Regions from separate parts of the Mus musculus genome. Here regions 1 and 2 are each linked to region 3. Evidence: chromatin contacts called from public HiChIP or PLAC-seq and capture Hi-C data. All regions are on one chromosome and are shown on one strand. The core of a region is the stretch at or near the end of the contact, and the rest is flanking DNA. Distances in the headings are between cores, read along the strand shown.

Region 1 (3,480 bases), core at 373-2,872, 250 kb after region 3:
ACATATCCTTGGAAGCTCGAAGAGGAGGGCTCTGGATCCCCTGAAGCCAAAGCTGTCAGTTGGGTGCTGAGAACTGAGCCCAGGTGCACTGTAAGAGTGGTAAGTGCTCTTGATTGTGGAGCCATCTCTCCATTTAGTTTTAGCAACTCAGAGATGCTACATTGTATCTGTGTGCTATGTGTGCAGCTTCCCTTTCTATACACCTTGAGTGTTTTAGCCCCTTCAAAAGCCAAATTTGACTCCTTGGAAGCGTTATCTCTTTATGGAGAACATGTGGCTTGGAATATTCTTCTTTTTTTTCTTTTTCTTTCTTTTTTTTTTTTCTGACACAGGGTTTCTCTGTGTAGCCCTGGCTATCCTGGAACTCATGCTGTAGACCAGGCTGGCCTCAAACTCAGAAATCTGCCTGCCTCTGACTCCCAAGTGCTGGGATTAAAGGCATGTGCCACCACTGCCCAGCTTAGAATATTCTTTATTTGTGTATTCCTGATATTAATCTATAGGGTCAAGGCATAATTTACATTTTAGAATGAACTGTTTGACAGGCCATTCCTTTCAAAGTTTGGAAACGATTCATAGAAATGTATAGATTTAATCAAACAAGAATTTGTTTTCTTGGCTCCTCTCTGGCCACCCTCTAAAATGCACCAACATTTGACCTTCTAGTTCCTGTTCACTGCTTCTCCAGAACTTTGCCCAGGTTGTTCCCCTCTCTGGCCAACCATGGTAGTGATTAACTCAAACACATGAGCCCCACCCCAGCTCACTCCACCCCCTATAGATTCTTCGCAGTTTCTGCTTTGGCCTCTAAGCCTGTCCCAGCCTCAAAGAGCACTTTAGAGACAGAATGGGTGGCTACCTTACATACGTGAAAGTTTCATTGGTGCATGGCAGTGAACCCCATGGTCTCACATATTACTTGCTAAGTCGCTAACATAATTACGGTCAGTTCTAAAAGGGGACATAGTGTGCTACATTCTCCGAGGAACATAGGATGTGGAATAAAATCACAACAAAACAAAAATAAACCAGCTACTTGGAAATTTAAAAGCACTCATTGAATCAACAAGTGATCTGGGAGGGAAATCCAGAGCAGAGAAGTTTACTCAGAAAATAACGATGGTTAGAACACACTGCCATGGCCTCCGGAACGTCCGCGTGAATAGCGACCACAGTGGACTGGACATGTAACCCCACCTCCTACAAAGTGAGCATTCATCAAGGGATGGAACATTTAGATCAAGTCAACCTTCCCCACGCCATACTCAAGGCAGCCGCAGCAACCACTGCACTGCCTGGGCTGGACTTCTGCTTCTACATTATTCTGCATATCTCAACTTCACTGCCTCTCACTGTTTTGGGGAGCTGTAGGGGTGGCTGGGGGTGGGACCGTGAAAGGTAGCTTGGTTCCCCCGTTGAGCTAAGGCTTGAAACCCCGGAGACCCTGAAGGGCCGATAGGTGCTTCACCTGTTCCAGGCACCAGGCCCCTGTCACTAGCCTCAACTCTCCCATAGATTTGTGGCCATCAGACATGCAAGGGCAACACCCCAAGCCCCTCCATATGTAGAGGGTGTGACCTGTGGTCACATGGGCTTAAGACAGATCTCCATACTAATGAGATAACTACCTGGAGGCATTAGCCAGATAAGCTTCCCTTCCCAGACACTCCTCCCTGCAAAAGGTATTGAACCTCAGGCCCGCCCTGAGAAGTGGGGTTTGGTTTTATTCACCCACTTTCCACCATGACAATAAATATCTTAAAAACATGGACTGTCCCTTTTCACTGGGATCTGCCATGGGGACCCATGGAGACCTTTGTCTATAGAGCTACAGTCTAACCTCCTGTAGAAGGTCTCTCTGTGCTCCCAGCCACGGCCACCATCCCCACCCCACTTCTTCCCCTGTCCCCAGGGCTAGATCCAGCCTGCAGGCCTCCACTCAGTCCTCAGCTCTTCCAAGGCTCCCAGCGGCCCCTGGATGTCCGAGAGTCTGAGAACCAGACCGCCCGGCCTAGTCAAAGGCCTAGGGAACCCCAGACCAGATCCAGCTGTCCCGCACCTCAGGTTGTGCTTCCCTGCCCCCCGGAATGGTGTTCGGGGCTTCCTTACAGCCTGACACCCGCCTGATGACAGGGCGGGGTAAGCGTGGTCAACTCTCTGCGTCCTGCCTTCCCGAGTGGCAGAGCCCTGTAGCAGAGCAGATGCGGGACCCATAACCTTACAGTTGGGGGGATGGAGGTTGTTCCTGGCTGATTTTTCTTAGTCTGCTCTAACATGTAGGCAAAGATGGGGTTGAACAATGGACATTTATTTCTCCCTGGTTTTTACAGGGTGTGAAGACCAATGTTAAGGTGCTGGCTGATGTGGGAATTTGTGTAGAGTCCCACCTCCTGGCTTGGGGGTTTGTGTAGGGCCTCACTTTCTGACTTGTGAGGTTTGTATAGGGTCTCACTTCCTGGCTTGTGGGGTTGTGGAGGATCCCACTTCCTGGCTTGTGGGGTTGTTGAGGGTTCCACTTCCTGGCTTGTGGGGTTGTGGAGGATCCCACTTTCTGGCTTTGTGGGGTTGTGGAGGGTCCTTCTTCCTGGCTTATCAACAGCTACTTTCTTGCTATGCATGTTTATGTGGCACGCTCATAAAGAAAGATCTCTTTCTTTTCCTCTTAATAATGCCACCAAACCCAACATGAGAATCCTACCCATGTGTCCCCAAGTAAACCCAGTTTCCTCTAAAAGGCCCCATCTCCAAATGGCATCACATGAGGATTAGGGAGGGCTTCCATAGGAAGGTGGTAGGCGGCAGGAGGCATCGAGCCACAGCGTTAGCTTACTGACCTGTGGGGGGAGGGGCTGCTCAGTTACCTCTTATAGTCAGGCGGTTTCTAATTTTGTGCAGGATGGATATGCACTCAGCTAAAACCAAATAAGCAAACATCTTACAGCCATGAGTGGCCATAAGGCATAGCTGAGGCCTAACAAGACCTGAAAGGGAGGAGGATATTGGGTGGCGTTTCCTGAAATGCTGTTGCATGTGAGTTCTTTCAGCATTTTGCTTGTGCCTAGAATGCAAAATGAATGCTTGGGAACATAGCAGCCATCTGGTGAAAAGAGACTAAGGAGAGCACCGCTCGCTCTAGGAGTCTGAGCCCCTGTTGTCCTCTGCAGCCCTCCCCTGGAGGCCTCCTGCTAGACTTCCTGTGGTGCAGGAGAGACTCTTCAGACTCACCTTCTGTATTTGGGTTTCTGTTACCATGCAGATGAATACTAGCTGCAATGAGGAAGGGACATTAACATTTCTTACTATGGGGTCCAGCTAGACGGCTCAGCTTGTAGGATGCTTTCATACAAGCTTGAAACAATAGGAGTTTGATCCCAAGATGGAAAGAGAGAACCAGGTTCTGAAATTTGACCTCTGACCTCCATACATTCTTTATGGTACACACACACACACACACACACACACACACACACACACACAGGT
Region 2 (3,553 bases), core at 52-2,551, 160 kb after region 3:
AGCCAGTGAGGTGGCTCAGTGGGTAAAAGTGTTTGTGAGAGCCAGAAATTCACGGTGGAAGACAAGAACAGATTCCCAAAAGTTGTCCTCTGACCTCCACATGTGCACCATGGCTTGTCTGCCTGCACTCACAGACATGTGTCACACCATCACCACCATGACAACAGTCAGATCTCTGTGAGTTCAAGGCCAGCGTGGTCTACAGAGGGAAAGTAGCAAGTTTCAGGATATCCAGGGCTACAGAATAGAGAGACTCTGTCTTCAAGAAAATGAATTAAATTAATTAAAATGTTTAAAGTTATGTGTTTTCACCTTCCTAATTTTCTTTTTAAAAATTTATTTTATCCAGCTGGGCAATGTAGCACATGCCTTTAAACCCAGCACCTGAGAGGGAGAGGCAGCCAGATCTCTGAGTTTGAGGCTAGCCTGGTCAACAGAGTGAGTTCCAGGACAGCCTGTCTCAAAACAATAAAAAAACATAAATAAATAAACAAATAAATAAATATTATATATACACGCACTATGTATATATAATTATAATTTTATGTATATGAGTGTTTTTTCACATGCATGTCTGTGTACCCTATGTGTGCTTGGTGTCCATAGAGGCCAGAAGAGGGTATTTGATTTTTTGGATCTAGAATTATGAATAGTTGTAAGCTGTCATGTAGATGCTGGGAATTGAACCTGGTTCCTCTAGGAGAGTAGCCAGTGTTCTTAACTGCTGAACATTTCTCCAGCTGAAGTTCACTTAAATATTCAAAGAAAACAGCCTTTCCCAAGGTCAGAAGTTTCAACCTTTCCTAGATATCTCCAAGGAATCCTGGCGCCCATCTACCATCATTGCTATATGGTTTGAATATATCCTCAAGAAAGCATATGTCGGAAACTTAATTCCTTGATAATGGAAATTGATGAACATGGATTTAAAAGGCTATGGGGCTTCCAACTCAGTCTTCTAGTTGGTGCTGATCTCTCTCCCCCACACTCTTGTTGGGTGGTGTAATTGCCATGCCATGACACAGAAGAAAGGTCCTGACTAGAGATGGCCTTTCATCTTGGACTTCTGTGGACTTTCAGCCTCAGGATCAAAAGCCAAATAGATTTCTCTTGATTATAAATAAGCCAGTCTTTGGTTTTGCTAAGACCAGGAAGAAAGGTTGGGGAGCCAGCTCAGAGAAGAGCACCTGAGTGTGAGGGCCTGATTTGAATTCTATAGCACATGAATAGGAGGCTGGGTGTGATCAGAGGTGGGGGTGGGGGATGGGGAGGCACATGCTTTTAACCTAGTGCCTGGAGGCAGAGATCAGTGGATCTCTCAGAGTTTAAGGCAAATCTTACTTATTTACATAAGTAAGGACAAACAGTGCTACTTAGTGAGACCAAGTCTTTCTATAAACAAACAAAAGCAAACAAGCCAAAAATGGCTCTGTGTATCTTTAATCCCAGTGTTAGGCAGCAGGATGGATGTGGGTGCACATCTAGGGTGACTCCTGAGAACTCACTGGCCAGCAGCCTACCAAAAAAGGCAGTCCTCTAGGTTAGTGGGAAACCCTGAGTGACATTTGAGTCTACACAGCAAACCTTGCCAGCCCTGGCTCACTGCAGCGTCCGGGCATCTGGGCATTCGGGCGTCCAGGCTCCTCCATGGCCCGCCTCTCCAAGCCCATCTCTGTTTCCCTGAGGTGCTGCTGACTGAAGCTTTAGCCTCTTGGTTCTTTTGTATCCCATGAGCTCCTGCATGTTTTTCATTATTAACTTTTATTAGGACCTGTTAAGGAAAATCGAGAAAGAACTCCCAAGACTGAGAGGAACCTTAAGGAAGGAGCACTCTTCTTCCATAGAACTCAAGCTGGCCTTGAACATGGGATCCTTGTGTCTCAGGGTCCTGAAAGTGGGATTGTAGACCTAAATCACATTAAGCTTGAGTGTGTGTGTGTGTGTGTGTGTGTGTGTGTGTGTAGTGATCAGTGTCTGGGTGAGTGACCTGTAACTGAGCCCTAACTACTCTGGAGGCTAAGGCAAGAGGATGGGCTTGAGTTTAGGAGTTCAAGGACAATCTGAATTAATAGGCTATATATATGTGTGTGTGTGTATTAATATATTATTATACACTATACATTATAGATTAGTATATATTACAAAATATAGTGTTATTTTATATATTATAAAGTATAATAATATATTCACACACATACACACACACACATATATGAGGGAGGGGAATGGGTGGTTGTGATCCCAGTACTGGGGAGACAGAGGCAGGTAGATCTCTGTGAGTTTGGGGTCAGCCTGTTTTACTTAGTGAGTTCCAGGACAGCCAGGGATATACAGAAAGGCTATTTTAAAACCACAATTCTAACTAACTAAACCAACTCCCCCCGCCCCCAAATTATATATATGTATATGTGTGTGTGTGCTCATGCGTGGGCGCATGTGGAGGTTAGAGGCCAACCTCAGCTGTCTCTCCTCAGGTGACATCCATTTTTTGCTGTTGGTGTTTGTTGTAGAGCCTCTCACTAGCTCAAAACTTGTCAAATTGGCTCAGCTGGCTATCTCCACCTGTCTCTGCATCACCCAGGGCTGGGATTACAAGTGTATACCACCATGCCTGACTTAATTTTTTGTTTGTTTGTTGTTTGTTTAATCTAGAAACTTTTGGCTTGTTCCTTTTTTCCCCCTGTCATTTTTCTAGGGGTCGAACCCGGCTGAGGACATAGACAAGTACAGAGACTGGTTTTACCCTTTTCCTTCCTTATGTCCACTGATATTTCCCTTTTTCATGGCTGTTACTGCTAGCTTGTGAGCTGCACTCTGAAAATATTACCCTACACAGAACACCCCTGTCTTCTTCTATGGGCCTAAGATAGTATTTGTGTAATGCTTTAATTCCTGCAAAGCAGGTTTGAAAGCATTCATTATCCTACTTAATCCTTATGCAATCCCCAATTGGAAATAAGAACGGCCTCTCAGCGGATGGATGCGTGAAGGAAACTCCATCCCAAACATGCCAGTCTGGTGTGTTGATTCCCTTGAACTGGGACACTTAGGAGGCCGGATGCAGGCAGGGGCTTTGTGTGAGCGGCTCTTATGTGTCTAAAAAGGGGGCCACCACAAGGATCACCATTGTGGGAATCCTCTCTGGGAATCCTATTGGCCAAGGAAGATTAACTAGCACAACAGGGGAGGAGATCTAAACTTGACACCAGCCCAGACAGGCACAGCTTCTGAGGGCGAGGAGAAGATTCCTTTATTGCTGATGGTAACAAGACCTTTCTACGTGACACAATTACTCCTCTCTTCCCCAAGTTTGGGCCAATGCCACAACCCAGGAAAACAAGCTTTGATTTCCCCACCCCACCCCCACCCCCGGTGGCCCAGGAAGCTGCATAAATCTCGGCCAGCCCTTCTGTGAGTCCCATATCTTGTGGGACTCCTGTGCATCTGAGCACAATTAAAAACAAGGTTTCTTTTGTCAGTCTGTATTGGGTTCATTTAGTTAGTAGCCTAGGCAAAGAACCTGGGAGAGAGGGCAGAGAGACTCCATTCTCCA
Region 3 (3,488 bases), core at 229-2,728:
TGTGTGTGCATACACACACACACACATACACACACACACACTCACACACTCACACACACACACATACACCTGAAAACTGAAACTGAAAACTCACAGGCTTGAAAAGGTTATACACCTTTTTTATGAAAAGCAATAAGTGAGGCTCCTAGGAGCAGTTAGTGACAAGAAGAACAGCAGTAGACAAGGGTTAGTCAGTGAGTTCCTGTACTTTATGCCAACTGTGTCTCCTCCCATGCTCCTCGTTTCTCAGAAGGTTTTTGCTTTAATCAGATAGAAGCAGCTCCAGCAAGGGATCCCATGATTCTCAGTTACCTTCAATTCAGAACAATCCGTTTATCAGAGTAGAGACTCTTGGGGTAGGATATTTTGATCCCTTTTAATGTTTAGAGAGGAAAATGTACAGATAAGAATATTAATCCTGTGATTCTGCCTGTAACAGACAAGAGGCCATTAGGCATGTCCCTTGACATACCTAGAACTTAATTTCATATTCTAGAAAGTAAGACCTGTAAGCATTTATGTTAGTCTAAAGTTACTGTTCATGAGGTAGGAAAGACTATCTTGGATTTGCTCTTCTCGTTTAAGGCCATATAGAGTTAGGGTTACCTGGGCCATGTGAGATTTCTGCCACACAAACATCAAAGACCCTACTTTTTGATACTACCTAGATTGGCTCACCAATCCTGAGTGACTGAAGGGACTTTATTGGAGGGAGATCTTGTGAGAGAGGTCTTACTGCGTGGAGAAGGACCTGAGAAATATCTATTACTACTTCAAAATCTGGTCATCCTTTATAGTTTTCTATCTAAAACTTCCCAGTGAACCTATCACAATTTCTTTTTAGCCTGAGTTGCAGATGGCCCAGGATAACTAGAGACAAATCACAATTCTTTTATTATTATATAAGTAGGGACAGCACTGACTTTGAAGCCAGCCAGAGCTGAGAATTCAATTATCTGACTTGTGTCATTTAAAAGATTTCTAGATGGAAGTTAACCTTTCCTGACCTCAGAGTTCTCATCCACAAAGTAGCAATACCTAGGTACCTACCTTAAATTTATACCATGTCAATTGAGCTGCCAGACAGAAGAGCCTCTCATAATGAGAACAAGGGCATCTGTCTCTGTTTACGCTTGTGTTTTATTGTGGATACTGTGGATATGCTTTGTATGGTAAAATATCACACAGGCTTAAAGGCCTGGAGTCTGGTTTGCTGTGCTAGGCCCTGGGCCTCTGCACCTTGCTCATGCCAGATAAAGAACCTTAGCTAGAGCTCGAGTCTTAGTCACTGTTGTGTCACTGTGAGGAGACACTATTACCAAAGCATTACATTTGGGGGCTTAAGTACAGTTTTAGAGGGTTAGTTCATGATCATCACGGCAGGAAGCAAGCAGGCATGGTGCTGGAGCAGTAGCTGAGAGCTTTATATCCTGATCAGCAGGCAGAGAGGGGGTGTGGAGGAAGGAGATTGGTCTTGGGCTTTTGAAACCTTGACGCCCATTTCCAGTGACACACTTCCTCCAGCAAGGCCACTCCTAGTCCTTCCCATCCTGCTCATCATCTGGATGCAAATGTATGTGCCTAGGGGCCATTTTCATTCAAACCACTACTGCTGTCTTGCAGGTTTTTCCTTAAACATCTTTTTGTGTTTTACAGGAATCTGAATTTTTGTGTCTGGAATTTGATGAAGTTAAAGTCAAGCAAATCCTGAAGAAGCTGTCAGAGGTAGAAGAGAGTATCAACAGGCTGATGCAGGCAGCCTAACTGAAGAGAGTATCAATAGGCTGATGCAGGCAGCCTAACTGAAGGCTGGAGGAAGGGGCGTTTGAAGTGAAGCTGCTCACAGACTTTCTCCACTGACCCTTTGAAAGTCCTGTTTGCCCACTGGTGTTACCAAAAGACATTGTATACATGCATGAAAGTCTTCAAGAATAAATAAAAATATATTTTAAAAAGTGGGTAAAAAAGAGAAACCTCTCAAAGTCCAATCTTGCTTGTCTCTGCTTGTTGGGTTCTTTATTTTCCCATCTGTTCCACTGGAGAGGGTCTCATATTTTAGCATGCATAAAGATTATGAGGGACATTTATAAAAACATACTGAAATTTGCCAAGTGGTGGTACACACACTTTTATTAATCCCAGCACTTGGGAGGCAGATGCAGGCAGATCTCTGAGTTCCAGTTCAGTCAGGTTTACCTAAAGTAACCCTGTCTCAAATAAGTAAAAACAAACAAAAAGTGAAATTAAACAGGAGGCTGGAGGGTAAGCACTCATTTAGTGTGCAAGGAGGTGAGGCAGGTTCACCTCAGAGCCTCAGGGTCAACAGAATTGACACTTTAGAATTCTTTCCAGCTGTTGTTTGTTCTTGGGAGAGCTGTTAGTCATCCACACAGGACACATTGTGTATCATATAATATTCTGGATATTCACCCTCAGAAAGTGAGGAAGGCATTACAGTCGTGTAGATAGTGCTCACCAGTGTGTGCTCTAAGCTGCAGTGTAGTAGAACCTGCCTACCTGAACAAGATTAAACTGGAATCTAGTGAGATTCTCCTGGGACCAGCTGATGGAGTTGAATAGGTGTGGTATAAATCTAGAGGTTGGGTTTAATCAGACTAGGGATACTCAAGCTTTTTAAAAATTACATTCTTAGTTTGTATGTGTATGTATGTATGTGGGATAGAACACACATGCTACAGAATGCCTGTAGAAGGCAGAAGACAAGGAAATTTCATTCTCTCCTTCCATAATGTGGGTTCTAGGGCTTGAACTCTGATTGTCATACATGATGGCAGCAAGTGATTTTCTCACAGGGTGTGCACGCACGCACAAGAAAGAAACCCAACATCAACTTCTGGCCTCCACATGCATGTGCACCAGACCACAGATGTACGCAAGGACATGCAAATATGCATGTCTACCCAGAGTAAGAGAGAGGGACTAATGTAATGAAAACTGTTTGAGTAGAAGTATTTTAATGGACTTTCCTTTGTTGAGACACAATGCTTGGAGCATCACCAGTTGAGGAAACAGGTTCATCTTGGCTCACCAATTTGGAGGGTTCAGTCCATGGTCTCTTGGCTCCCTTGTTTTGAGCCTGAGAGGCAGAGCATCCTGGCAGAAAGCAGTGAAGCCTAATTACACACTTCCTGCAGCCAGGAAGCTCTGAGAGATTGGAAAGAAGCAGACTTGCAGCCTCCTCCATGGGTGTGTCCCTACTGACCTAAATTCTGTCCACTGGATCCCACCTCCCAGCAGCACCACAGGCAAATGACCAAACCTTTAACTCACAGCCTTTGGGGGCATATCCAGGACCACCACAGCACACTGCAAGGATCTTCCAGCCAAAGGCTTCAATCCTTGTTGAACGTGTTTGTCATCTGATCCTGAAGTGTGGGAAGCGTAGCTGCCTGTGTGTTACAATGCTGTTCTCTTGCCTGTGGTAACAGCACTCTGGCTCTCAGGAGTCTACCCTAGGTCTTCTGGAA

Evidence for each region. HiChIP or PLAC-seq counts read pairs in DNA pulled down with a chosen protein or histone mark. Capture Hi-C pulls out chosen DNA fragments and counts their contacts.
Region 1: a capture Hi-C map of embryonic stem cells shows a contact between it and region 3, with 3 times the contacts expected there. The contact joins two enhancer-like sites. A contact is called at or near these places in 1 of 15 datasets of contacts at CTCF or cohesin (the NIH/3T3 cell line), 1 of 484 Hi-C or Micro-C datasets (bone marrow-derived macrophages), 9 of 115 datasets of contacts at active chromatin or transcription factors (acute myeloid leukemia, a beta-TC-6 cell line, craniofacial prominence and 4 more) and 1 of 9 other capture datasets (embryonic stem cells).
Region 2: a contact with region 3 is called in an H3K27ac HiChIP or PLAC-seq map of embryonic stem cells, with 5 read pairs. The contact joins two enhancer-like sites. A contact is called at or near these places in 2 of 484 Hi-C or Micro-C datasets (bone marrow-derived macrophages and nephron progenitors), 3 of 115 datasets of contacts at active chromatin or transcription factors (all in embryonic stem cells) and 1 of 9 other capture datasets (embryonic stem cells).

The regions. Positions count from the first base shown.
Region 1 is chr11:22,645,748-22,649,227 of GRCm38.p6, reverse strand. No RefSeq gene overlaps it. Among named protein-coding and RNA genes, the nearest start is that of Gm40816, 6.6 kb to the left of the region's middle. Within about 2 kb of position 1,622, at least 17 of the 459 cell types and tissues checked have an H3K27ac peak or open chromatin away from gene starts, as enhancers often do. A contact at or near this core is called in embryonic stem cells, where this site is marked.
Region 2 is chr11:22,741,784-22,745,336 of GRCm38.p6, reverse strand. No RefSeq gene overlaps it. Among named protein-coding and RNA genes, the nearest start is that of Gm40816, 89 kb to the right of the region's middle. Within about 2 kb of position 1,301, at least 9 of the 459 cell types and tissues checked have an H3K27ac peak or open chromatin away from gene starts, as enhancers often do. A contact at or near this core is called in embryonic stem cells, where this site is marked.
Region 3 is chr11:22,898,226-22,901,713 of GRCm38.p6, reverse strand. It overlaps Commd1 (COMM domain containing 1), which reads left to right. Exons shown (of 3, transcript NM_144514.2): 3 at 1,657-1,986. The coding sequence ends at 1,764. Among named protein-coding and RNA genes, the nearest start is that of Gm24917, 31 kb to the right of the region's middle. Within about 2 kb of position 1,478, at least 7 of the 459 cell types and tissues checked have an H3K27ac peak or open chromatin away from gene starts, as enhancers often do. A contact at or near this core is called in embryonic stem cells, where this site is marked.